Regions from separate parts of the Macaca mulatta genome. Here region 2 is linked to region 1. The links are chromatin contacts, called in public Hi-C maps. All regions are on one chromosome and are shown on one strand. The core of a region is the stretch at or near the end of the contact, and the rest is flanking DNA. Distances in the headings are between cores, read along the strand shown. Region 1 holds the start of KCTD16 (potassium channel tetramerization domain containing 16). Region 2 holds the start of PRELID2 (PRELI domain containing 2).

Evidence for each region. A called contact is a pair of places that touch in the nucleus more often than the background predicts.
Region 2: a contact with region 1 is called in a Hi-C map of fetal cortex germinal zone, with 4 times the contacts expected there. The contact joins the promoter of PRELID2 here to the promoter of KCTD16 in region 1. A contact is called at or near these places in 5 of 14 Hi-C or Micro-C datasets (CD4 T cells, cortical neurons, fetal cortex germinal zone and 2 more).

What each region holds. Positions count from the first base shown.
Region 1 is chr6:153,076,500-153,083,306 of T2T-MMU8v2.0, reverse strand. It overlaps KCTD16 (potassium channel tetramerization domain containing 16), which reads right to left and starts at 4,482. Exons shown (of 3, transcript NM_001266825.1): 1 at 4,474-4,482; 2 at 2,970-4,127. The coding sequence starts at 3,801.
Region 2 is chr6:154,722,244-154,728,610 of T2T-MMU8v2.0, reverse strand. It overlaps PRELID2 (PRELI domain containing 2), which reads left to right and starts at 2,127. Exons shown (of 7, transcript XM_001099038.5): 1 at 2,127-2,337. The coding sequence starts at 2,263.

The DNA of each region.
Region 1 (6,807 bases), core at 3,233-5,732:
CCACATAATGCTTGAAAAGTAATTATTCAGTCAGTTGGGTGGGAAAGGAGTAAAGAAGCCTTCTTATTGTTTTAAATTAAAGCAAAGGACATGTCTAAAATACTTTGTAAGACAATCCCTAGGGTAGACGTTTCTTTTCTATGTTCCTGTATCACTCATATTAACTCTTTTAGTTGTGGATAAGTGAATCATAATCCATAGCATTTCACCTGTATTTTGGTGTGTAAGTGATGTAGACAAACACATTTCTTACCTTCCTCTTAAGCACATACAAACACCTGTTGACTTTTTCATTGTTCATAGTTCTACGCTAACAAAACACACACTCAAAACCACCTGATAGTGACCATCAACTCTAGGTCCACATGAAAATGTAAATGAGGTAAGAATCTAACTTATTCATGGTTGATAGGTAGATTTCGGTCTACCAAATTTTTCTTGGAAGACTCAGAAGAAAAAATAGGCAAACAAGGAAACAAGAAGTCTCTCCCCATGATTATGAACCATCATGCAATGCACTAATTTCTTGCTGTTTATTTTTTACTGAGATATTGATCCATGCAAAGTGACTCTGCATTATTCCTGTGTTATCAAAAAAGACTGATTGCCTAAACTGTTAATTCCTTAGATGTAAGGAGCTTGTGTGTGGGTGTGTGTGTGTGTATGTGTGTGTGTGTGTGTGTATATATATGTATGTATGTATGTATATGTATGTATTTCCCCCTAAGCCCAGGAGGAAGTTGAGTTCCTTTGTGAAAAGCATCTTTGCATGCAGCCAACTCCCTGCTTTAGAGCATCTCCCATGGTTTCGGCCCATTAACCCGAGCACAACAGCTTGATGAATTAATGCTTATATAGGCACAGTTGGCAGCTTCTAATTAAATAATTATGGCTAAGCAGCTGCACGGAAGCTGTTATGCACCCTAGAAAGCCAGCTGTCAGTTTTATTGGTCCTAAGACAGAGGAAGAGTTAACACTTAGCTCTGGATGTTGGGTACAAAGGGGAAGCATATCATTTGCAAGATATATGCTGCTGGTATGAAGTTCCTGCGCATTTGTGCTAGCCTGTCCATGGAGAGATGGAGAACAAACTATTCCTCAGCAATCTCTCAGCAATTCAACAAAGAAAGAAGAAATGACATAGTCAGGAGAATGGAGCCTGTCCAGAGCAATCTAAAGGGAAATTGTGTTGGACAGATGAGCCTTTGATGAACACAGAAATGCCACTGGTAGACAAATAAATTTCAGTGTGTGGGTCTCATTTCTGTAAGCAAGTGACTATAAATCCAATGTGGTCTTTCTGGGGGGTATAACTGGTATGTTTTCATTTATGTGGTTGAAGCTTCTTATGATGCTATGTTTTCAAATATTCAAAATTGGAGAACATGGTAAATATTACAAAGCTGCATGGGAACCATCTCTAAGATGTACTTCTCCAAAAAGTTTGGAGAAGATATTTCTTCTTTAGAACGATAGATAATGTCATATTCCTTTATACAAAGCTAAAAAGGCAGAATCTTATCTCTACACTAGTGAGAAATTTACCAAAAGGAAGAAAACAATACCTGTCCACTAGGCTCTAGCATAAAGGAAGATATAGACTGTAGATAAAGGCCACAGATAGGATTAATGAACCAAATGATGTTTGTTATTGCACATCAGTATACTCCTGAACTGATTACTGATTTCATTTTTTTCCACAGGTTGTTCTGGCTATGCAATACGTGTGCCTTCACTTCTCAAAACCAAATGTGTGACAGCTTAGTAGAGAACAACTTGGCTTCCCACTAGCCTCTTCACCAAGGTTTCCAGCACCATTGCCAAATGAATAAACATAACTAAGGAAGAAAACCAGTCCAAGAAAGTCAGTCCTACTTTTATGTTTAAAGAAATTTAGATATTTTAATTCTGAATTCTGGATTTGTTTTAGAATAAGAATACAGGAAATCAAATGTTAACACTGGAAACACATTTCTTGTGGAATTTACTTCACCCAACTCCTGGGCCTGTTGAAAACTGGCAGTTAAAATCGAGTACCAAAGAGTGCAGGCTGATTTACTCTTCCTTTCAGAGATCAATGGCTCATAGTTTATAGTTTAGAATAATGCCATATCATAAAATGAGGAATCTGCAGGGTATCTTCATTTAAGCAAATGAACTTACCTCTAAGAACCCCTTACTTAAAAGGCTTCAGTATCATTGTTTCATTTCTTCCCTCTCTGGTTTCCTTTTATGTCAGTAATTCTATCACCTCAGCTGTCTGAAGGTGTTTGCATGTGATTGACAATTCTCAAGGATCTAGTTCCTTTTAGATAGATCTTAAATGAAGTTCAGCTTAATTAAGTCTGCAGTGCAACTCAGGTCTCAGTACAAAAGGCTTCAGAATCAAACAGCAGATTTGTAAAACCCTTAAAAGCAAATTTTAGACTTGGGGGGAGGAGGGGGCCTTTCAGCAGTCTGTACTGCCATCTAGCCAAGACCACATTATTCATGGCAACATCCATTTGTGTTTTCAAAGCCCCTGATGAAAGCAAGTCTTCAGCAACCAGCTTAATAGACCTCAAAGTCCAGCTAAATGAATAGACAGCAGTAATTTTTCCACTGAGTATACCAAGCTCCTATGGACAAACAGCCAAGATGCAATCATCAACCTTATTTTCACAATTCAATATTTGGCAAAAAAAAAAAAAAGATATACATGCTTGTTTCCATTTTACATATTGCATATACCAACATCATTTGCATCTTGTGATTTTGGAGGCCTTTGAATATTCTGTGACCTCATTGGATAAAAGTTGCCTTAGGTTAATCATGAGAGCTGAATTATAACCTCTAATTCTCTAACTATAACTCAAGAGTTAAAAGAATTCCAAACCATGTTCCTTAGGTATGGACAGAACACACAGACCATATACATTTGCGAAGAGAATTGACACACATAAAAAATTAAAAGAACCCTTTGTACTTACGGTAGAAGACATATTCAGTGTAGCTTGACCAGATCTTGTCATCTGTATATTGGTTGATGAAAGATGCTGTCACCGATGAGTTACAGGCCACCATGTGGAATCCACACTCTGACAACATATCAAAAGCCCTTTCCAGGTGCTTGAATTTGAGATAAAATCTGGAGGTGTATCTTTCTGGGGCTCGATCAGGGTCTCTGCTTTCATTCAAAGTTTCTCCAAAGACTTCTTTTGCCAAGGAAATCCTTCCACAAACCAAAATCCGGGGAACTCTCCGAAACTTGGCATCTGCCTGTCCCTCTCTGCCCAAGGTGCAGGATCCTCTGTAACCCACAGTAATGAAACCCCACTTGCGGTCGGTGGGGAGCAGGGAGGAAGGGGGACAGATTCTTGTGTCGCTTCCTTGGGAGGCATCTTCAAAGTCACTGTGGCAGAATTCATCTGGGCTTTGCTTGATTTCATCAGGGGTCAGGAGTTTGACCAAGTCCGGGAGCTGGAAGTATTCAGCTTCCCTTTTCAGTCTTCCTTTTTCTGGAAAGTGATCAGGCAGGACCACCTGCCTGTCCCTGAGATAGTCCAGAATATAACGGAACAAGAATCCATCTCTGTCAATGAAAAACCTTCCCTTAGAGTCCTTGGCTAGATCATTAGCCGTGTCTCTCTTTGGGGAAAACATTTTCCACAGGAAGGAATGAGGGATGCTTATCAATGTGGAATGGCGAGTAAAATAAACTTGACCCCCAACATTCAGCTCTACTACCTCAGGGAAGGAGTTTGGAACTGCGGCCCCTTGCTCTCGAGGATAATAACGACTACAGTTTCCACTCAGAGCCATTGTCCCTTTCTTCTGCTGCTGCTATTTTGATTTGAAGGTGCAATCCAATGGAGTCACAGCCTTATCCTTCGGATCAACTTGTAAGAAAGGGAAAAGGATGCTAACTTATTAAAAAATGACCTCCTCTTATCCCAGGTTTTTTCCCCCAAGAAAGCAAAATGTATAAGAGTCCACAGGTGAAGTGATGCTGAAAAAGTAGTTTAAACCCTGGATGGTAGATGGTAGTGAGCTGTTACTTCATAGAATATAATCAACTCATCTATATCCAATCTTCCGTCAAGCTCACAGGCAAGGCAGGCCAATTCCCCAGTTACTCAGATGTCCGTCTGAAGGAAAAGAGAAAAATTATTTCCTCAAACCCGGAATGAGTCAGAAAAAGAGAGTCCTCTGGAGAGAGAGAGAGGGAGGGAGGGAAAAACAGAGGGAGGGAGAGAGAGATTATTTTACATAAGCAGCTCTGGAACTACTGATCTCAGTCATTCTTCAATTAAATCATGCTTCTCTCATGCGATTTTGTGTCTACATGTTTATCTATAAGCCTCTGTCTCCAGCAATTAGTATGAAAAACAATTTTACTTGTAAGTCTACCTTAAAAAGAAACATGCAATTTTCAACTTCTAAATGGGGTTTTCTTTCAGCTGGACAGGAAAAGCAATAAGTCTTAGAGCTTACCTTAGTGAGTGCTGGAGACCCAGTTCTTGTGAAAAAAAAATAATAATAACCATTTGTAAAGCAATCAGAATCCACAGCCAAACTGAGTCTGGATCTTGTCAAATCCCAAACAGGTAAACGACCGAGGTATCAATGAAAAGTGCCAGAGAGGTGTGCTCTTGGAAAATAACTATTATATGTATGTATTTATATAAATGCCTATTTGTGTTTATGTAAGTATGTAGGTACATATGTATTCACTCCGTATCTTAAGTTAAAACAAGTCACAAAAAAGTTAAACCGTGATGAGAGGAGGTTGGGTTGAAGAAGTAAAGCAGAGAAAATATTCAACCAAAGCTTCCCCGTGGGGGGGAAAAATGGAAAAAGAAATCTTTGGAAAGGATCCTTAGAAGAGAGTTGCAAGAGGTACCAGGACTTAGAAGCTTTTCAGAAAGCCCAGAAGCAGAAAGATGGAGAGACGTGCCCTGCTGGGGTCCCAGGTAGCCACCCCACCTGCCGGCAAGGGCAAACAGACTCCCATGTTCCCAGCCAGGTGGGAGCCGGTGGGAGCCAGAGGCCAACGCAGCGCAGAGATGCCGGCGGGGGGCCCGGGGCTCCGGCTTCTCTGGTGGCGGAGCTGGGTGGTTCCACAGTTCCCAGTGCAGTTCGGATGCTGTTGTTTCAGCAGTGCAGGCAAGAAACCATCCAGGGAAATGACTATTACATCATCTTAAAGGAATATGGCTTAGAGGAAGCGGCGGCAGCTCCGAGTCACGTCCTCCTCCGTGACAGGTTGCCAGGACTGCATGGGGACGCCGCGCTCCAGCGGTGGGCACGCGATTGCCGGGCGCGCGGGGCTTGGGGCGGAGACGCAGTGCTGCGCAGCCACTTCCCTCCCTGTCCTGTCCTGGAGTCTGGAGTTTCCAAGGGCCTTTTCATTCTTTCTTGTTTTCACCTCCACCACCATCACCATCCCACAGCAAATCCCCGCCCCCCACCCAAGAGGTAAGTTGTGAGATAAACACAAGTGACTTTTTATTTGAAAAATCTACAAATCTTCCCCCCTCCCCCTTATCCCCTTCCCGCTCACGGAATTCCTGCTGAAGGGCAAATTTCTCTCTAAAGCTTGCTTTAAAACACAGACACGCACACCAAATGACCCCAATGTTCAAACTACAAAGTGGGTTTTATTTAATCCTTTGATTTAAACCATATACACTCAAATTCTCTCTTTTTTCTTTTCTGTTTCGTCTGCCTGCCACCACAACCCCTAGCAAATAAATAAATAACTATTAATATATACGTAGATGGGTAGATAAATAAACACTCTCTGAAATTAATGATGCTCTTTCGAAATGAAGACATGAAACACTGGCACCCACAGAAAGCCCACAGTTTGCATCCATCCATAAGTCATTATCTTAGCTTACCTGTAAGAAATTGATACCTGCAACCTTTTTCTGGGGTTGTTTCCTTACTGAGCATCTCTTTGGATGCGCCCCCAGCCCCCTCCCAAGTCATCCCAAGAGGACTCTGGTGGAAGGCACTCCTGCTAAAAGACATTTTACTCCTGTTCCAGAGGGCTCCCTTAAGTGCATCATTAGAGTTTCAGGAAGGCATTTCCAGGGCAACCTAATCCACTAACAAAGTGCTTCCAGTTGAGCCTGCCAGTCAATAATGGCCCAGCCAACAGCTTACAGTAAGTCTGCCATTTCCCCTTTAAAACACCAGTGTCTTAGAGCTCACATCCCTCATAAGAATATAGTGCTTGGTAATGAATAATATATGTGAGGCACACGCCATTCCAAACAATTGCTATTTTTAAAAAGTGAAAACCAAAAATGGAGCTGAACTTAGGAATTATACACATTTTATGAGAAACGTGCTTATTGGCTACTCTTGCCCAAAAAATTAGCTTGAAGATACACCCAACAGTAGGATAAATTAGTTTCTACTTTAACAATCTTTTCTGTCAATAAGCATTGGGTTACTGAACATATTCAGAGCATTAGCCAACATTCCTACATCTGATTATATTTGACTTCATTTCTTTAACTAATGCATTAACCTGTTCTGGCCTCAATCATTAGGATTTTAATGCTGGACCAATCAAGAAGATGTTTGTTATGTGATGCACTTATATCGCCATCTAGTGCCCTAAGCTATCAGTGCAGCTCTGTATCTGGCAACAGGGCCAAAACATTTAGATTTTCTTTTATTTTTAAGTTTTTATAGTGATCTAAGTTTCCTTGGCATGCACTGCTCACCATGACAAGAAAATAAATATTTCATTGACATCAGGTCAAAGACAAAATATATCTGAATTCAGACCTATTAAGTACTGGTTTTGGTTGT
Region 2 (6,367 bases), core at 878-3,377, 1.6 Mb before region 1:
ATAGTTCACTACAGCCTTGAACTCCTGGATTTAATAGATCCTCTGGCCTTAGCAACAGGTGTGTGCCACCACACTTGGCTAATTTTTATTTTTTATTTTATTTTTTGTAGAGATGGGGTTTCACTATGTTGCCCACACTGATCTCAAACTCTTGGCCTCAAGTGATCCTTCTGCCTTGACCTCCCAAAGTGCTGAGGTTACAGGCAGGAACCATAGCAGCCTGGCCAAAGAGTAATAAACATTGAAAACTCATCCCTTCCTACTGCATTTTTCCATTATCTATGTTCTTGGTTCTTTATGGCTGTTGTATGTAGGTGGTGAAAATACCATGTGATGGTGTGCTTCTGTGCTTCCCTCCCCAACTCCCACCCCTCACTAAACTCCATGTTGCTAAATCCCCAACTTGTGTTTAGTGACATTGAGTTGGCATCTTTAAACATGGTAGGAGTATTTACACCACAGGAATCAGCAACCTTTGGAAATCAGGGCCTTGCGTGATTTATGCTTTAAAGGAGAGCTGTTTGTTAAACATTTTTCAGTTCACCTCAGGATTCAGTGGACAAATGGAGACACTGGTGCTAAAACAAAGTGCTGACAGTTCAGCCACAGGAACAAGAGGGAAGGCAGGGCATTTGGTCTGGTTGGTAGAGAGGTGGCAGAGCGATGTGACCTACTGACTAAGTGAAAATGGAAGTAAGGTAATGACTGGAGTATAAGACTGGGAACAAAGATGTGAGAGGTGTGAGGTGAGAGGAATGTGGGAGAGTAAGTGGATTAGAGAAATTCAGTACTTTCTTTTTTCTTTTTCTTTTTTTTGAGATGGAGTCTTGCTCTTGTTGCCCAGGCTGGAGTGTAATGGGCGATCTCCGCTCACTGCAACCTCCGTCTCCCTGGTTCAAGCGATTCTCCTGCCTCAGTCTCCTGTGTAGCTGGGACTACAGGCACCCGTCACCACGCCCAGCTAATTTTTGTATTTTTAGGAGAGACGGGGAGAGACGGGGTTTCACCATATTGGCCAGGCTGGTCTCGAACTCCGGACCAGGTGATCCGCCCACCTTGGCCTCCCAAAGCGCTGGGATTACAGGCGTGAGTCACCGTGCCCGGCCAGAAATTCGGTACTTTCATAGTGTATTTGGTACCATTAAAAGGCGCCATAGGGTTAGTGGTTATGAATTTAAAAGATGCCTGTCACAGTGGGTGTGTATTTTCCTCCAGCCCCTTCCGGTGGCTTGGGTAGGGACAGTCAGAGGAGAGCTAGATTTACACAAGGCTAGGGTTTTGCCAGACCAGTGTGACTGTGTACAGCAGGGGCGAGCAAGATGGCAAAATCGTAAAAGTCATCACCTCGGAGACCCTCCATAATCACCCTCGCTAAAATCATGCCCGCGCCCGTGTCACTTTAACCGATTATTGTGTTTATTTTCCCAGCTTGTTGATTGGGTGTGAAATCAGCCGGCTCATGTGTTTCCTCCCGGCAGAATCCGCAGTGCCCACCGCAGCGCTGGGGCATAGGAGGTCTCAGAACCGTGCTGAATACACGGATGAACGTGCTGGTTCTCCTAACATCTGGGCGTTGCAGTAAAGAATAATACTCGCAACTCTTTTGTATCCTCTAGTTCCCTGCTCCGTGGTGTTTAACCTCAGCGAGCAAAGGAACTTAACTGCAGGGTTGGATGCACTAAAACGAGGTTCTTATTCCCGAGGCAATCTTGACCTTACACAAGGCCCAACCCCAAGCCTCAGAGGCAGCTGCCTGGTGGCGTGAGTAATGCTGGCCTTTGTCACACCAGACCTTCCTTATTAATATTTTCCCGTGCTGCCAACCACGGCTTATTCTGTGACTCCAGGCGGTGATACCATAAACGCACAAGCCCAAGGTCCAGGTTTCCTGGGGCGGGGCGTGATGGCTTCCAGGCAGAGAAGCTTCTTTCGGCAGGCGCGGCCGCGGGAGGGTACCAGGGCCGCTCAGGCGCCGCCAGCGTGGAGACCGCGGGGCCCTAGGTGCTCTGGGCGCGCTCCAGCACCTCCCGCGCTCTACAACACCCGCCTCCGTGACTCTGGGCGTAGGGGCAGGGGCGTGGGCGTGGCCCACTGCGCGTTTCTCCGAGTGGCCAATAAAGTTTCGAAAGTTTGAAAAGCGGAGGAAAAAGGCCACGCCCATGTGGCTGTCCAAGTGTGGGCGCCTGCGGGCCTCGGCGGAGCCTTGGGCTGCTCTGCGCTCGCGGAGGCGTGGCCGGTGCGCGGGGCCCGGGGAGCGCGGGGATGGGGGTCTCGGTGGACGTGCACCAGGTGTACAAGTACCCCTTCGAGCAGGTGGTCGCCAGCTTTCTCCGAAAGGTACCGCCCCGCTTCCACCCTCCGGATCCCGCGCTGCCTCCGCTGCTTGCCCCCTCTCCTCTCCTCCATCCACGCGGAAGCTGGCATCGTCCGTCTCTCTCTCCAGCCGCGGGCTTTGCTTCAGGGATGTGTGGGTCGAGAGGGATTTCCTCGAAAACTCCCCTTACAGGGAGCGGGAAAAGGCGCCGTGCTTGGCATCACGTTCACACCTGCCCCAGCTGAAAGAAGAGGCTTTCCTTTCAGGAAGAGCCTCGGGGAATGCCAGCTCGCGAACTCCGTGGAGTTGCAGATGACCGACGTGTGGAGCTTTCCCGTTCATCACTGACCCCTTAAAAGCGAGGGGAGGCCATTGGGCAGTCATCCTGGTTTACTCAGCATTATCGTTCTGCCGCCTCTCCACTTCCCCTTATTAAACAGCTGTGGGACTTCGCGCAGCTTGCTTAGTCTCTCTGTGCCTTAGTTTGCTAATGTGTAAAATGGGGAAGATAATAGTACCGACTCAGAATTGTTGTGAGGATCCAGATGAGGTAACTTACGTAAAGTGCTTATCACAGCTGTGACCTAAATGAAGAAACTGAGGCAAAATCAATATAAAAAGAGAGTTTATTTGAGCCAAGTTTGAGGACTGCATCCTGGGAGTGAAGGTGCCCTGAGTACACATTCTGATGAGCAGAAGTCGAAAGTGGGTTTTTAAAGGAGAATAAGAAGCGGTTCCTAAGTTGTTTACCAAGAATTTATATTAAAATAATATAAACTATTGATTGGCTGTACATTGTTCTTTGTATCACAAATTCCGGGAACTTGAAGGTAATGGGTAAGGCATCTAACTGGTCGGGAACAAAATTGGGCTCGCAGGAATAGGTTGCTCGCAGGAATAGGTTGGGTGAGGAGGGCACCACCGAAGTCCTGTACTCTTGTCTCTCTGGGCTTGATCGGTTTTGCGTATTTCACTGTAACTCACACAATCTGCTCTGAGCTTTTTTTTTTTTTTCTTTCTCACTGCTACTGATGTTTAGTTAGGGCTCTAAAATGTTATTGTTGTTTGTATTACTACAACTGATTTCAATACAAGTAATGAACTCTTCCTCAATATTGAGTGGCCCTGAATCCTAAAGACTGTTTCTAGGGTTGTGGGTCCTGATAATAGGAAAATGGGAAATGTCTTTGAGAAATCGAAAGCGCCCAGGCCTGGGAGGTAGGACTCCTGTACTCTGGTCTGGTTCTATGTGTGGTTAGTTCTCTGGGTGACCTTGGCCGAGGGTCTTTTCTCTAGGCCTTAGTTTCCACATCTATAAGATGAAGGATTGTACCAGAAGATCTTTTAAGGTCCCCTTCAGTTTTCACTTTCTTAAGCAAGATTTGCAACAATTGCAGTTTGCCTTGGTTAGCAGCCACGGGACATTGAACTCCATATGCAACCCGGAAGCCAAACTAAGGGAGATGCTGGGAAGACGAAGGTCATTTGTTAAACGATAAGGCATAGCCTCCATTAGAGGAGGTGACACGGTAGCCCTGGTCACAGAGGAATGAGGAGGACACTGGTTAACATTTTTTTGCTATAGGGGGCCTCTTTAGAAGGAATGTCAGCTTGCTGATATGTTCATTGATTTTCAGTGTCTAGACTAGTGCCTAGCACCTACTAGGTATTTAATAAAAACCTGATCAATGAATAAAGGAATGAGTGATTTACAGATCTTTTGTAGACTTTGCCTTAGGCCAGGCTTCTGGACCCAAAAAGTAACAGCCAACACCCAATGTTTTTGTTAGGACTGGCACTTTGGAGTCTGGGTATTCTTATGCCACTGCTCCTTTGTAAAGTCTTTTTGGATTGTCATCATCAAGAGTTAGTCGATCTCCACCTTCTCAGAACTCTCAGGGCACTCTGTCTAGGCCTTGCTGACCTTCTGCAGTGTCGGATGGTGACTTCTGTCCGTGTTGTATTTCCCATTAGACTCTCAAGTTTTTAAAGGTGAGACTCACTCCTGCAGAAGCACACAACACAATGCCAAGTTCTCATTTACGGAGGTCTCGGTGCATTGTCAGCTTTTGGAAAATGCTTTTCTTTTGTTGAATAGATACTTATCTTCTGTGTGCTAAGCTTTGTGCTAGGTGCTAGAAAAATGTGGGAGGTCACCACAGACCCTGTTCTCATGGAACTGATGGTGTGTAGTGGGTGAGATTAACATAAATAAATGATGAGCAAACGAACACAAAATTCAAATTGATGCTGTGTACTTATAAAAGGAAAATACATGGTGCTCGAATACAGCAGGGAGGCCTGCTGAAGTCAGACAGGGTGATCTTTAGGAAAGGCTTCCCTGAAGAAGTGGCACTTGTGAAATGATGGCTGAAGCATGAATAGAAGTTTCCTAGGAAGACTGGGTGTGTGGTGTGTGGTGTGGCATGGTGTGTGTGTGTATGTGCGCTCATGTGTGCTTTCCATACTTTATCATGTTTACTGCTGCCAACACCCTCAGGAAGTAGTTATGATTAATTTCCATTTTACAATATAGAGAAACTGAGGACCAGAGAAGTCCAAGTGCCTTCCTCAAGTTCCTACAGCTAGCAGGTAGGACAGCCAGTATTTTAACACACGGATCCAAAACTCACACCCTGAGTCACCAGGCTCTGCTGCATTGCATATAATAGGCGCTTCCAACAATCATTGAGGGAATACAGTGTTTCAGAATCAACTTTGCTGGCCGAGTGCAGCAGCTCACGCCTATAATCCCAGCACTTTGGGAGGCCGAGGCTGGTGGATCACTTGAGGTCAGGAGTCAAGACCAGCCTGGCTAACATGGCGAAACCCCATCTCTACCAAAAATACAAAAAATTAGCCAGGTGTGGTGGCCTATGCCTGTAATCCCAGCTACTCAGGAGGCTAAGATGAGAATCACTTGAACCCAGGAGGTGGAGGTCGCAGTGAGCCAAGATCACACCATTGCACTCCGGCCTGGGTAACAGAGCAAGACTTTGTCTCAAAAACAAAAACAAACAAGCCCAAAAAACTTTGCTGTGCTCAATCTGTTTTCTTTTGTTCACAGTCTTCTCTCAGAGTTTGCTTAGCTGTGTGGATCTGTTGTCCCTGATATAAAGGTATAACTTGGATGTATGTTAGGGTGAGAACACAGAATGTTTAAGTTATCTATTGGTATGTAACAAACCGCTCCAAAATTTAATGACTTAAACCAACGACAGGCTTTTAATTTTCACAATTCTGTGAGTTGACTAAGCTCATGTGGTTGGTTTTTGTGTGCTGTGTGGTATAGCTGAGGTCACTTATATAGCTATATTCAGTTAGAACCTGTTGTAATTCTTATAAAATATTTAGCAGAGTACCTGGTACATAGTGAACATGAACTATGGAAGGGAAGAACTGGGAAAGGCAGAACTGAGAAAGGCAGAACTGGGAATATCAGAACTGGGAAATGGAAGGCGGAACTGGGAAAACAAGGGACAAACATTTGGAGACTAAAGATCTAGTGATGGAACAGTGTTAACGTCATGCATGTCACTGTACTTCCTTTCTTTCTATTCATTCATAAAGGAATCCTTCAGAGATTTCTTGAAAGGAGCTATGTGGCTATTTATAAGATGTCAGTAAATCCATTTGCTGGGTGAATTTTCCCCTTATGTTATTCAAAGCCATGAACTGGAATTCAGTAGACCTGGATCCTAATCATTATGCTTTCACTGTTAGGTTGGGTGGCCATGGAAAACCGTTTTCACCATCCTATACTGTGTCCTTGTCCAAATTAGAAAAGGCATCTTTTAGGGGTCCACTTCATAAGCTCACAGTTCATAGGGCTGGTGGAAAGCAAATGAGACTATTTATGCAAATTAGAAAATGGTACTCCTTCCTCTAGGTGGGTGCAGTCCTGTGCCCATGGGTGCACTTGACGAGGAGCCCTTGTGCAGTGAGTAACATCACAACTGTGTAAGCCCTAGTTTCTCCTCTGTGAAAATGGTAATGCCACCTACCCCACCTACCTTCCAGGGTTGTTGTGAGGATATCACATGTGTTGACAGT